Linked DNA regions of Mus musculus: region 2 is linked to region 1. A link is a contact called in public promoter capture Hi-C data. All regions are on one chromosome and are shown on one strand. Each heading gives the region's core, a stretch centred on a gene start, on an enhancer-like site or on the middle of the called end of the contact. The rest is flanking DNA. Distances are from core to core; before and after follow the strand shown.

Region 1 (6,984 bases), core at 1,680-4,179:
TGTACAGACACAGATGCCAGCAAAGCACCCATACACAAAATAAATCTTCAAATTTTAAAAAAAAATAAATGAAAAAGACCAGGCAGGAGGAAGAGACAGGCAGACATCTATGAGTTAGAGGTAAGCTGGGTCTACACAGCCAGTTCCAGGACAATCAAGGCTTCAGTGTGAGACCCTGTCTCAGAAAATGAACAAACAAAACAAAAGCAACAAACTTAAAAGCAGACAAGTGCCTGCACTGGGCTGAGGGAGTCCCGGCTTATCAGCAACTGTCCGGAGGCTCTTGGTTACAATGAAAATACAAAAGATACTTATAAGAAAAGTGAATGTTCTTTTTCTTTTTTTGAAACAAGGTCTCAGTACACATTCTAGGCTGGCTTTGAACTCACTGTGGGGCCCAAGGTAGCCTTGAATTTATAATTTTTGCCTCTCCCTCCTGAGTGTTTAGAGTTCAGATCTTCACCACCATTCCTGCGCAGAATATCCTTTTATAAAAAGGAAGTACTCAGCTACAATCCTGGAAGCATCAGGTGTTAGTCTTGGGGAGTAGAAACCTATGTTCTAAATTACCTGGTGGATACTTCGAATACTGCATCTGTGGCAAACCAGCCACAGTCCTAGCCAAGAGCAGACAGACACGAAAAAGAAGTGGAAAAGAAAGACGAAGAAGTGGAAGAAGAGAGAGGCGGAGAAAAAAGAGGAGAAAGAGGAAAAGAAGGAACGGGAAGGAGCAAAGAGGAGAGAGGGAAGGGAGAGGAGGCCACAGAGAACAAAGGCAGTGTCCCACTGTCTCAATCACACTCCTGCCTAACTCTCAGGACTCGAGAGATATCTTCAATAGTAAGATCCAATGCTTGTCACATGGAGAAGGGCTCCCCGCACATGGAGCTGGGGTAAAAACGAAGGCACAGTGAGTGAGGTGCAGGATTCAGAAAGCCTGCTCAAAACAGTGGCATTCAGTCTCCACTCCCTCTGCCCAACTCTCTCATGTTTAAAGACTCTGGTGACTCATGGTAAGCAGAGAAAGATGCTGAAGTCAGAGCCAGGGCTGCCCGAGTTCAAGAGCAAGGATTATTACTGCTGATACTCCCACAGACAAGCTTCTAGCGCAGGTAAGCTCCTATCCTTTGGACAGAATAAACTCCCTGCCTAGCAAAGTAATAAAACACGATGAAGCAGGAAGCAGAGAACATCCTCCACTTCCCCAAGGACACACACAGCCTTCTGGCCTGCAGGCTTGCATGCTCAGCTGTCGCCAGCCAGGACCGGGACTGACTGCTGCCATGTCTCTGGGATATGTGATTCCTGCACCTCTCAGGAGTCCTGCTCAGCAAACGGGATCCCTGGGGTCCAGGGAAGCCACCTCCATGGCCACACTCCAGGTTTTCATTTTATATAACACGACACTCCCACCAGAGAACATGTCTCTCTGTAACCATATCCTTGGCCACTGAGCTCAGTTGCTCCCTGGCTGCTCTCCCGAGTAAAAAAGAGAGGGTCACTTGGTGTCTCCCTTTACTCCAGAGACTAATTCATCCAGTGTCCTGGAAAGTCCCTTTAAGCCACAGCCAAATGCTTCATTGGCGCCAGATTAAGCTGGTAAGGGACAGGTCACTGTTCTCTGTAAGCTTCAGAGGTAAAAATCAAAAATCACTGTCATAAAAGGATAGGAAGAGTGTGATGATGAAGATGAAGATGGTTAGCAAAAACTCTAGGAATGATTCACACTGAGAAGTCTGGCTGATTGATTACAAATTCACTCCATAAGTCATTTGCTAGGGAGACCTGGGGGTGGGGGGGGAGGTAAAACACTCACGGAGGGCAGATAGGGTGGACCCTGGGGTTCTATGCTTTCTTGGAGTGGTTGGTGTTGACCTGGTGACATTAGCTTTTGATGAAGATATTACAGGAGCTGAATACATAATGGATTTGGCTCAGCCCAACCTCAGAGCTTAGCCAGCAAGCCCCCTGCCTGCTCCTCTTGGCAGCAGAACAGGACTCAGTAGCTGGACACGAGGTCTCTTCTCCCTGCCCTGCCAAGGATGGGCTGAGCAGGTCCCATCCCTGCCAACCCGCCCATCCCATCCCACCCTTTCCAGCGAAGCCACTGACCTTAGCCAGGAAGGCAGCGTTTCTGATGGCGCCTACCATCTCTCCCCCTCTGGGGTGGACCTTGGCAACGTGCAGCCACATCCGCTCCCAGGTGTGGCTATCGATCGGGAACCCGCTCTTGTTCACGTGGAACAGCACCCCGCCGTCTTTGTCCTCCTCCTCGGAGCCCCCGCTGGTGGCGAGGCTCACGGGCCGCGCGTGGCTGCTCCGGGATCGGGTGCCTTTGGTGATTTTGGGGTGGGGGCAGCGGTGAGTGTCGGCGGCAGAGCCGGTCATGATGAGGGGCACACGGCAAGGGGGCGGAGGACGCCGGCACGCCGGGGATCAGGGCCCCGCGGGAGGTTGGGGTGGCCTTTAACTCTCGCGGCCGTAGGACACACGAAGGGAACCCCGCTCACCGACCGGGCCTGAAAGCAGTGGAAACAGCAGACACTGCAGCTCAATAAGACAGGCATGGGGGTTCCCGCCTCGCTGCCCCAGACCCACCCTTCAGGACTAACGCGAGCTTCCAGCCCCGCCGATTACCTAGCAAGGCGGCTGGAAAGACGCCACGAAGCCTCACACCCAGCTGCACTCGGGGATGGGGAGGCATGCAAGGAGCGCGGGGTGAGGAGGGGACGGGGTAGGAAAAAGCAAGACAGCTGTGTAGCAAGAAGACTCGAGGGTCCCCTCCAGCTTCACGCATCCCTGGGTCCCCAGATGTGGTGGACTGCCACGGTCCCACAGCGAGCGGGCACGTGAGCGCCCGGGGTTGGCGCGAGGGAGCCGCAGCAGCCTCTGCTTGTTAGGGAGGCCTGGCGTCTTCCCGGAAGCCCCCCGAACCCTGGCGCGAGAGGGGCGGCTCCAGCCGGGGTTCCCGGGCAAGCGCAGCGCCGCCCCCTTCCCGCGGGTCCCGCGCGGGCACCGCGAGTGGCAGCTGCGGGCCGCCACGACGCGCGCGGGGCCCGGGGACCCACCTCGGGCCGGCCTCATTGCTGCAGAAGGCTGTTGGGGTTGAGGCGGTCGTCGCCTCATTCCATGTCCCATTCTCGAATGTTATTCTGTGACATATAACTGAGTCACCCGGGCAGCCGCCGATGTTCCGAATGCGGCCATTGGACACCGCAACAAAGAGGGGCGGGTCCCGAGCTTGGGACTCTACAACCCGGAGCTCTGCGTCTCTGCGATTGGTTCCAGGGTTCCCGGGCGGGAGGGGATACGAGTTAGGGAAGCTGGGCTGCCACGCGAAATCCGATGCTGCAGTATCCTGGGAGCCCCGCGGAGCTGGAGCGACTGTCCAGGGACTAAGATCCAGTTTCCCTCGGGCAGAGGCGCAGCAGCTAAGCTCCGGAGATGAGATAAGGAAGTAGTGGGCCTGGTGGAGCAGTGTTGGTCGAGGAGCTGGGCACAGTGACTACACAGGGCTCTGGGTGGCTCTAGGAAAGGCCAACTTTAATACTTATTTAAATTCTCCATTACAAGTTTCTCCCCAGATTAACAAGTGTGTACAGCCCTGAATCCTCTATTAGTAGATGTGGATAACAAGGTTCTTCAACCCAAGCTGCTGTGAGAGGCAATTCGAGCCCCTTCTGTTCTGTAGTCACTGTAGAGGGATGCTTGAAGCCAAGGGAGTGGCCTTCCCACAGCTTCTCCTCCTCTTCTTTGTCGTCGTCTTCCTCTTTGTCGTCTTCTCCTCCTCCTCCTCCTCCTCCTCCTCCTCCTCCTCCTCCTCCTCCTCTTCCTTCCTTCCTTCCTTCCTTCCTTCCCTTCTTCTTCTTCTTCTTCTTCTTCTTCTTCTTCTTCTTCTTCTTCTTCTTCTTCTTCTTCTTCCTTCTATCTCTCTCTCTCTCTTTCCCTCTCTCTCTCCCCCTCCCTCCCCCCCAGCCCGTGTGTGTGTGTGTGTGTGTGTGTGTGTGGTGTGTGGTGTGTGTGTGGTGTGGTGTGTGTGTGTGTGTGTGTGTGTGTGTGTGTGTGTTTATACGTGAGGCTGGAGTATTGGGTTCAGCGAGTTAAGATCACTGTCTTTAAGGAAGACCAGCACTTTGGGTTCAGCACCCGTTCTCAGCTTCAGGAGGATCACACAAGTTGGGCCTCCTGGGCACCTGCGCTCTCATGTTTGTGCTGACTCTGACATATATGCAAAGACATGTAATTTAAAAATATTAGAAATAAATATTTTTAAACCTTTTACATTTTGCATTTGTCGTGTGTAAGTGTGCAGGTGTACGGATTTGGAGAGCGTGTGTAAGTATGTAGGTGTACGTGTGGAGTGTGTGTGTGTGTGTGTGTGTGTGTGTGTGTGTGTGTCGAGATCAGAGGACAAAGTACTGGTGGCCATTCTCTCATTATACCACATAGGTTCCAGGGGTCAAACTCAGGACCTCGGGCTTGGTGACCAGCCAGTAACCACTGAGCCATCTCACCAGCCCAAAGTACCTTTTTCTTAGTGATAGTGTCTTCCTTCTTGCTTCCTCCATCCCACCCTCCCTCTCTCACTTCCTCTCTCTCTTACTTTTATTTTGAGAAAGAGCAAGCCAAAGTGGAAGAAGCCACAGACTGCTGACCCTGAGGTCCAATAAGTCTAGGTTTGTCTCTTGCTGAGTTGTGTATCCCAGGACACACAGTTCATCTGCTCTGTGAGGAAAACCAGAGCCCCTTTGGCTCTTAGGTCATGTAACTTTCTTTGGAACATCTAGGAGCCTGTCTGTCAACCATGGGAAGCAAATCTCCCAGCTGGACACCATGGGGAAGAGCCCTGCCTAGGACTAGTTTCTGGCTGCTCAGCTCTATGTGGGAGTTGGGATGGAAACCTCTATGAGGCAGGCAGGGTGGGAGCCAGGATCAGTAGAGGATCAATGGAGGCAACCTGGGTTCTAAACCTACCAGGACAGAGCCCTGGGCATGAGACTATGGATGGAGTCATCACTGAGCACAGTAACGCCAGTCTATGTCAGAACATTCTTAACGGTCCTCGGGCAACAAGCACACCTGGGAAAGAATCAGGAGGGAGAAGACAATGTGTGCCCAGGGAATCTCGTTCCTAATTAAAAGGAAACCCACCTGTTTGCTCATCCCAAACGCCCTTCTCTCCTGTCTGCAGTTCATCCTTAAGTCCATCTCTCTCCCTTCCACGTCCCTGGTACCCAGACCAGAAAAGGAACTCAGGGCAGCACTTCTGTGGACTGGGATTTGGCCTGCTCGCCCCTTAGAGAAAACAGCTCAAAGGACAGCAAAGACCAGGCTCGCCACCCTTACTGTGACGAGGCTGCCCACAGATGGACCAAGTCCAGCCAGGTCTGCTCAGCTTGGTCAGTCGGAGCCTGAATCCTGCTTTGCCTAAGTAGGAACCCCAGACACCAGAAAGAGATAATGGTCACCTTCCTGCTTTGAACTGTGTCTAGCATGGTCTTTTGACAGTGAGGGGAAAAGCTGCCAAGGTCTGAAGCACACACAGGACTAGCGATTTGCATGCTGCTTTGCATTGCTCCCTAACTGTGCTGAGAGCTGGTCTTGCCATACAGAGGATCAAGGCAGCATCCAGTGAGTGCTTGGTCTCTGCTGAGCATAGCCTGAGCCCTTCACATGTATGCCCTTACGTGATGCTTACAAGGATCCTGTGGGCTTTAAAGTAACACTAGGGAAGCTTGGGTAATTTCCACTAGGTCCAGACAGCAAAGCTGTGGTTTGGATGTTGAATGCCTTCCCTACAGCCTTTGGGTTCAGTTCTCAGTCCCCGATTTGGTGCTGTTCTAAAGTGGTAGAGACTCTGAAGCAGGACCTCTCGGGAGGTTTCAGGTTACTGGAGACAGGTCCTTGAAGGGAACTCTGGGGCCTGGTCTCACAGTCTCCTGATGTCATCCCCAGAGGTCAAAAAAGCATGTGTTCCCAGGAAAGTTGATTGGCGCCTCCCAAAGGGTGAGCCGAAGAAGTCTTCTCTCTTTCTAAGCTGACCGTCTCATGTACATCACAGTAACAAAAAGCTAACTGACTCGGCAAATATAAAAATAGTCCTGCTGAGCCTCTACTCTGGTAAAAAGCATAATAATTATTTTTTTCTAACTATGCACCTGTTTCTACACTGAACTTCGTTTGTTTGTTTGTCTGTCTGTCTCTGTTTTGTTTCCCGATAGGGTCTCTTCGTGTCTCTGTGGCTGTTCTGGAACTCTCTATGTAGACCGTTATGTAAAATGGCCTCAAACACACAAAGATTCACCTGTCTCTGCCTCCCAAGTGCTGAGATTAAAGGCACGCACCACTATGCCTGGTTTACACTGAGCTAATACCCAGAGAATTCAGGAAAACTCAATATTAAGCCTAAGTTGATAGCCTCACTAGGGGCCGAGAAACAGCACAGCCCCTCTGCTCTGAGAAGTAGTTTTCCAGATCCAGCCTGAGTCCCTCACACAGCTGAGAAGACAGAGATAACCCCTTCTCTGGAGAAGTCAACCCTGAACCCAGACTCAGGGATCCTGAACAGCTCAGGCAAACAACCCCATGAGAAAAATTAGTCATGTGTGTCCCCCACCCCAACGCAAGGCAAGAGTCAGCATAAATAAGTCATTAGAAACTGAACTCAGAAGTCAACTATAACATGTTGCGCGCGCTCAACAGGCCAGGAAGAACGACGCTGCTACAGGATCCTTCTGCACACATTTATTCAGTCCTGTTTCTTCTTTCTCCATATATCTCCCTTGTTTATATCTCCCTTGTTTTTATATCTCCCCTGTTTATATCTCCCTTGTTTTTATATCTCCCTTGTTTTTATATCTCCCCTGTTTATATCTCCCTTGTTTTTATATCTCCCCCGAACCCTGGGCCTCTCACTCCTTTTATACTCTCTCTCATCCACGCACCGCAGGCCACGCCCCCTCGCCAGTCGTGAGGCTTCAGCTA
Region 2 (6,984 bases), core at 2,375-4,874, 600 kb after region 1:
TGAGAAGGAATGAGAAGAAAGGAGAAAAGGAACTTAGTCTAGATTTTAAAATTGCTTGTAGGGGCATGGCTTCTAACTTTTGATATTAAGTAACCTAATATGTACTCTCTGAAAGACCACTAAAAAGATGTTATGTTCACAAATACTCAAAAAGTAAAATTGAAAACAAAAGGCTGCATTGTAAAGAAATGTAAACGCAGGTATATGATGTGAAGTTTTAAGTCTATTCAAAGAGAAATCACATGAGTAAAACTGAAGATACAAGCCGGGCTTGGTAGCGCACTCCTTTAATCCCAGCACTCGGAAAGCAGAGGCAGGCAGATTTTTGAGTTCAAGGCCAGCCTGGTCTACAAAGTGAGTTCCAGGACAGCCAGGGCTATACAGAGAAACAAACAAAAAACCTAAAAAAACTGAAGATACAATTTGCTTTGGATATTTTCACAATGAAGCTAATTCCTTTACTCTGCCTCTTTACCTCTACTAGTATTCAGACTGATAAACAGTATTTAAAGTGACTCACTGAGCAAGCTCTACTTAGTTCATTATTTCTGTATCTCCCCATAATATACTTTTGGATCTTTATTATGCTATGAATATGAACCTGTAGTGTTTTCCAGACACCCATACTCATCTGGAAAGGTCCATTCTTTCTTCAATACACAGCTAAAGGCCCACACTCAAAAGAAATATACAAGGCTTTGCATTTTCAGAGGATCAACCCCTTGACAATTCAACAGCTCCCACACATTATTTCTAAAGCTACTCTGTCTGAACAGGTTGAGGGGTTCCCTTTCCTATCACTTGCTTCACTTCCTTTCTACTTCCACAAAAGGAAGGTATTCTACTCTCCCTTCCTCATCTTACACCTTGCATTGTTGAAAGATGTGTCCATTACAAATTTTTAAATATGGGCTCAGCAGTTAAGAACACTGACCGCTCTTCCAGAAGTCCTGAGTTTAATTCCTGGCAACCACATGGTGGCTCACAACCATCTGTAATGGGATCTGATGCACTCTTCTGGTGTGTATATGAGTACAATGTACGCATATAAATAAAAATAAATAAATAAATCTTTTTTTTTTTCTTTTGGTTTTTCGAGACAGGGTTTCTCTATGTAGCTCTGGCTGTCCTTGAACTCAGAAATCCGCCTGCCTCTGCCTCCCAAGTGCTGGGATTAAAGGCATGTGCTAAATAAATAAACACACACACACACACACACAAAACCCCAAATAGAAAACTAGTGAGGTCCTAACTATGAGACAATTTGAGACCACAAGGCACCAGATACCTAAATCCATTTCTTTAAAAGATGCACTTTCAATAAAAATTTTGCTTTTTTCTTAAAACATTTTAAGAAGTTACTTAGTTTCTAACAACTGCCCACTATTAATTAACTGTGGTGATAATTCATCCTAAGGGAAACCTTTGTGACTACTGGGTACTAAAACCACAGAAAACAGCACTTTATATGCTTTTTGATGGGGCATGACAGGGTGACAAGAACTTTTAAATTACAATAGGATAAATTTGCGGAGAATTAAGATAGAAATATTCAGAAGAAAAAGCAACCATATAAAACATCGAACAGTAAGCATTTGCTCACCTTTTCAAAAACAGAGACCACGACTTCCACGTTGGTATAGTTGTTTATAGTGTCAGATGTATTTAAAAGGCTAAAATAGTATTTATCTTAAGATGCTAACTCACTATAAGGCTAAAAATTATAATTTTGCATGTTTAAAGTTTATAGTAAAAATTCTTAGATATGGATTTAAAAACTCACAAAAGTAATTATATTTCCATCTTACAAATATCGGTAGAGAAAGGAAACTAAAGGCACATTTAGAGGCTTGTTATGATCAGGGAGTAAAGTATCAGGCCCAATGGTGGGGATGGAATAGAGAAAATGGAAGACTCAGTTTGAGGTAAAGAGGCTGAATCTGTGGGGATGGAAAAAGAGATTCAAGCAGACTTAAGGGATTTCTTTTTTTTCTTTTGAAAATGTCATAATGAGGAATATGGAGTCTAAGTTTTAGCTGGGGACACCAGTTTAAAATAATGTCACTCCCAAAAATTGGGAAGAAGCCAACTCAGTTTGGGGCATTAGAATATAAGATGCTTGTATGCCTAACTGTCTAGATTAAGTTCAATACATACAGCTTTTACAGAAATTAACCCAAAACATAGGGAATGGAAGAGTGTAGCAGCAGTAGAATCCTTACTTACGGCTATAATCATTTAAGGCCCAGCAACACCGGAGGGGAAAAGAGATGCAGACTTCAGGAGGTAACAATCAATGAATGCCAGTGCCTATCACTGAACGTCTGTCTGGCTATCTGTAAGCCGGAACGACAGACTGAAAAGTGGGTAGACAGAAAATGTAGCACATAGGAAAAGAGGTGGAGTTGAAACTCAGACGCTCCGAAGACCGCTCACAACCATTGTGCAGGGCGGCCATTCCTAACACAGGGCGAAGTAACTTTTGTAAAGTTCGAGCAGAGAAAGAGGCAGAATGTAACTACAAGAGTATCCACAGAGGGAATACGACTACAAAGTTTTAGATCCGGGCAGGACCTCAAGGAGCTTTTCCTCTTCTCAACATTCTTAGGACCACTCTTCAAGGTCTTAGTTTAACAACACATCAGCCTAATCGCATCTCAGATTGCCAATGTTTTTAAGAGTACTGTAGGAGATGAGCTGGCTTTCTATATGCTAACAGGAGAACATGGCTGAATTCCACCGTGAAGAGAAAAACGAGTTTAATCCCATTTCTGGAAGTACCTCGGCATCAAGACACATTTGGAACAATACCCTTCCATCCATTACCCGTGGTCACCTCGTGGGTGTGGCTATGGGCATCTTTTAGTCTGTATTTTAGGACTTTTCAGAGCCTGCAGAGATGGGGGAGGGGACTTTGGCGCCTTAAGATTGAGTTCCTTAACTGCGGGCCATGCGCGCTGGTGCACAACGAACTTGCAGGGATCGCTAAGGTTCTGCAGAGACGGCAGGCACATCGCTGGTGCCAAAGCGTCTCCCACCCCCGACTCTCACAAGCGTGCACTCTCTAGTTAACGCGCGATATTGACGTAAGCAGCCAGGGGCCCGGGACGCCACTGAGCGTCCTAACTTCGGCCTCCGTTCCGAACTAAAAAGCTCGATTACGGTGAAAAGCGTCCGGAAGGAACCCAAGCACGATGTTCTTCGGCGGTCCTCGCTCGCCCGGATTCGCTCCGGCCGCGGGAGACCTGGAGGCCCACAGTCGGCAGCGATCCAAGGTGGAGCGCCTGGGGGGAGGTGGTTCCCGCCACGGCCAGCGGCCGTTGGGGCCGTTACTCACCGTTCCTCAGGACGCCGAGCTGCGGCTGGCGGAGTACCGAGTTGAAGAGCATCTGGGCCTGAGGAGAAGGCTCAGCTGAGGGGAACGCCGAGAAGATCGCCCCCAAGTTCCACAGGAGCCGCCGTCTGCACCCTCCACAACGCGGCGCGGTTTCGCCTCCAACTCCCGCCACTAAGAGCCCCGGCCGCCAAACTCCGCGCCAAACTGACGTCACGCTTTCTGATTGGCTCTCGTCGCAGCGTCCTGGCGCCTCGAAGGCTCGCCCCCATCCTAAGCTCCGCCTCCCTCTCGCTCAGCCGCGGGAACCCAAGGTTCACAGGCTCCCTGAGCGCCTGCGCGGGGGGGCCCAGAGAGGAACTGGCGAACCGCGGGGCGACCGAGGCGCATGCGTACACTGCCTGACAGCGCGCGGAGGGAAAAATCCGCGAGACCGCGGCGGGAGAAGATGGCGGTGCTGGGGTAGAGTTTGCAATCTTTGTGACTGGGCGAGTCGGGTAACTGTCCGGGTCATGGCGTCAAACTCAACCAAGTCGTTCCTGGCCGATGCCGGCTATGGCGAACAGGAGCTGGACGCTAATTCCGCTCTTATGGAACTGGACAAAGGTACGGAGGAGGGACGCGGGCGAAGCGTCTGGGGGGAGTGGCGCCACCTAGTGGCGGCAGCTACAGAGGCTAGAAAGGCGCATGCGCCGATGTATGGGGCGGGAAGCACGGCTGCTAGTCTTGGAGCCAGCGCTTAGGCGCATGCAGGGTTGCTGGAGTAGCCTTGCACAGTTGGAGCAGAGGCTCGTGCTTGCGAGGATGCCTTTGACCACTTGGGGGCACAGTCTCTGGTTTCCCAGGCAGCAAATAAGATAAAGTGCTGAATTTTGAGATTATTTTTTAAAACGTTCAGTGCAGGTGAAGCCTTCATTAAGAGAGCCAAATGATTTTCTGAGCGTTTTACAGCGATTTGTCTTGCGAGACTGTCAATTGCGCGTTCTAAAGCAGGTTCCATGTGGATGAGAACATCCGAAAAGCTTGGCTGAACGCGCTCATTCTCTGCACACAAGTTCCACGAGTTAGTTCCCCTTATACAGGTAGCTAAGAGAAAAAATTTTAGGGTTAGGAGTTAAATTCCAGTTCTACTAAAGTGATTATGGAATGCGGCATTATCATCTAGCCTCGATATGTCAGCAAAGTGGGCACAGTATGTCAGCTGTTGTAAATGTTAAATGGCAGTGGTATGCGAAAAGATGCCTTTATTAAAGGCTGAAGAGGGACTTTGACAGATAGCTATCCATAAAGAAGTCCTGTGTAAATGTGAGACCTTTGCTTCAGTTTCCTGCCAAGGTTTTTACACTATAGGCAATTCTTGGTTAACTGTAGCCAGTGTGTAACCTGTAGAGAACGGGACTGGAAACCAAGGATCTGTAAGTTCAAGTCTGGGGGGCAGGGTGTGCCAAGTAGGGACTGGGGGATGCTGAGAGAACCTGGAGGTCAATTAGACTTTGGCATGTTAAATATGCACCTTAGTTCCTTGTCCAAGTTTGAAACCAGTTACAGGTAAGAGTTTTTTACGTTTTACTAAAGTCTGTGACATCCAGGTTGGCCTGTACTCCCTAAAGCCAAGGATAACTCTCAACTTTTGATCCTCAGCCTCCCAAGTCCTAGACCTGATGTGGCCCATTACACTGTTTTATTCAGTGCCAACTCCCTTCCCACCGAAATGTGTATGGCTCTAGCGTAGCTAATCTTGTCCCAGGCTAAGAGTAGATAGTGTTGTAGAGCAGGGTAAGGATATGGAGCAAGGAAAGGAAGGACATCCAGAGTTACCTTCTAAGTGTTGTGAGCCAGTGTGATGGTTTACTGTGTGAAACACTTCCTGTGCAAGCCTGACAGTCACACACATGTGCACACATACATACAATAACAATGAAATAAGGTTTACATTAAAAAAAAAAAAAAGATGCTGCGGCTGTAGGGATGACTTAGCCTTTAAGAGGCCACACTGCTGTTTTGTGGGACCAGAGTTCAGTTCTCAGCACTCACACCCCAAACCTCACAACTGCCTGTAACTCTAGAGGGTCTGTTATACACCCATCTCTCCCTCCCCCTACATACACATAATTAAAAGTGAAGCTCTTTGAAAGAAAAGGTTACAGTTGTAATGAAAGTAATAGTACAACCTTTTTAATAAGAAGAGTTGAAATTAAAACACATATGTGTAAGAAATAAGTGGGGGCTGTTGAGTGTTTTACAGATAAGCCCTAAGCTCAACAAGACACATTGTATCAGCCGGGAACAGTAGTGTGACACATTGCTAAAGGCTGAGTCCCACATATTACTCTAATAAGTGTAGCTTTTCCTAATGTAGATTATTATCATCAGACCAAGTATTTGCCCCTCCAGTGATTGGAAGTTGTCCAGATGAAAACAGGCAAGATCCCCTTCCTGCAGAGAGAAAGGTTTAGTGACATCACTCAACCTGATGGCTCTGTGCACACCTGGCTTTGAGAGGATGGGTGGGAGTGGGGAAGGTGACTCATTCCCTTTCTTGCTGCACATGAGTGGAAGCTGGTGAACCTAATGCTGTAGGAAAAGCCTGATCGTGGAGTGCTGATTCAACTCTTGAGAACTGGGTGAGAGTCAGGACAGAATCCACACACTAGGATTTCCTAGCGTTGTTACCATCCACCCAGTTCCACCATCTTAATTCTCCCTGTGAAGACCACTGTTGTACTGCCCATGTGTGCAGGAATGTAACTGGTGTTAGGGAGTGAGGACTCAGCACAGCCCCTCTGAGAGAATGAATGGCCTTAGCCACTGGGTTGGGTGTGCACTAGGCGGCTGACGCCATGTCATTACTGGTGGTTTTAAGAGTAGTAGAAACATGGCCCTATGGATTCAGACTTTTTTTTCCTGAGGATATTTATTACCAGACTACATTTAGTCTGACAGCATTGGTAAGTGAACCTTTAAGGTTATATAGAATCTAGATTCAGCAACTAGTTTACCACATTGAAGCTGAATTAGGGAGCATGGACTCTGCAGTTTGGTTGGTGACCCTGATGGACAAGGTCAGATAAACTAAACAGAAATCCACTTATTGAAACCATGGCCTTACTTTTATGTATGACTGTGAGCTGTTGTCTTATGATTTACAATGGGAATTATTAAATAGTCTCATTTCTTATTGTTTTAAACTAGTATTTTCTCATGTGCAGTCTGCATTATATGTCAGCATGTTTATTAGCAGTGATTTCTGAAGTTTTGTGGGAGGATACTTAGTAATTATGTCAGAAATTGCCATTTCTGCCTTCCAAATGTGAAGTGACCTTTATTAACTGTTTATTAAGCTGTGGGTTGTGGGTTGCCTTCTGTCTTAGTCAGGGTTTCTATTCCTGCACAAACATCATGACCAAGAAGCAAATTGGGGAGGAAAGGGTTTATTTAGCTTACACTTCCATACTGCTGTTCATCACCAAGGAAGTCAAGACTGGAACTCAAGCAGGTCAGGAAGCAGGAGCTCATGCAGAGGCCATGGAGGGATGTTCTTTACTGGCTTGCTTCCCCTGGCTTGCTCAGCCTGCTCTCTTATAGAACCAAGACTACCAGCCCAGAGATGGTCCCACCCACAAGGGGCCTTTCCCCCTTGATCACTAATT

Evidence for each region. Promoter capture Hi-C pulls out the DNA fragments that hold promoters and counts their contacts.
Region 2: a promoter capture Hi-C map of liver shows a contact between it and region 1, with 2.5 times the contacts expected there. The contact joins the promoter of Ints7 here to the promoter of Vash2 in region 1. A contact is called at or near these places in 4 of 39 promoter capture datasets (the 3T3-L1 cell line, the HPC-7 cell line, hippocampal neurons and 1 more), 1 of 484 Hi-C or Micro-C datasets (embryonic stem cells), 1 of 115 datasets of contacts at active chromatin or transcription factors (microglia) and 1 of 9 other capture datasets (adipose tissue).

The regions. Positions count from the first base shown.
Region 1 is chr1:190,976,069-190,983,052 of GRCm38.p6, forward strand. Vash2 (vasohibin 2) reads right to left here and starts at 2,930. Exons shown (of 8, transcript NM_144879.2): 1 at 2,638-2,930; 2 at 2,113-2,519. The coding sequence starts at 2,388.
Region 2 is chr1:191,572,012-191,578,995 of GRCm38.p6, forward strand. Ints7 (integrator complex subunit 7) reads left to right here and starts at 3,625. Exons shown (of 20, transcript NM_178632.6): 1 at 3,625-3,940. The coding sequence starts at 3,847. It overlaps Dtl (denticleless E3 ubiquitin protein ligase), which reads right to left and starts at 3,533. Exons shown (of 15, transcript NM_029766.3): 1 at 3,338-3,533. The coding sequence starts at 3,389.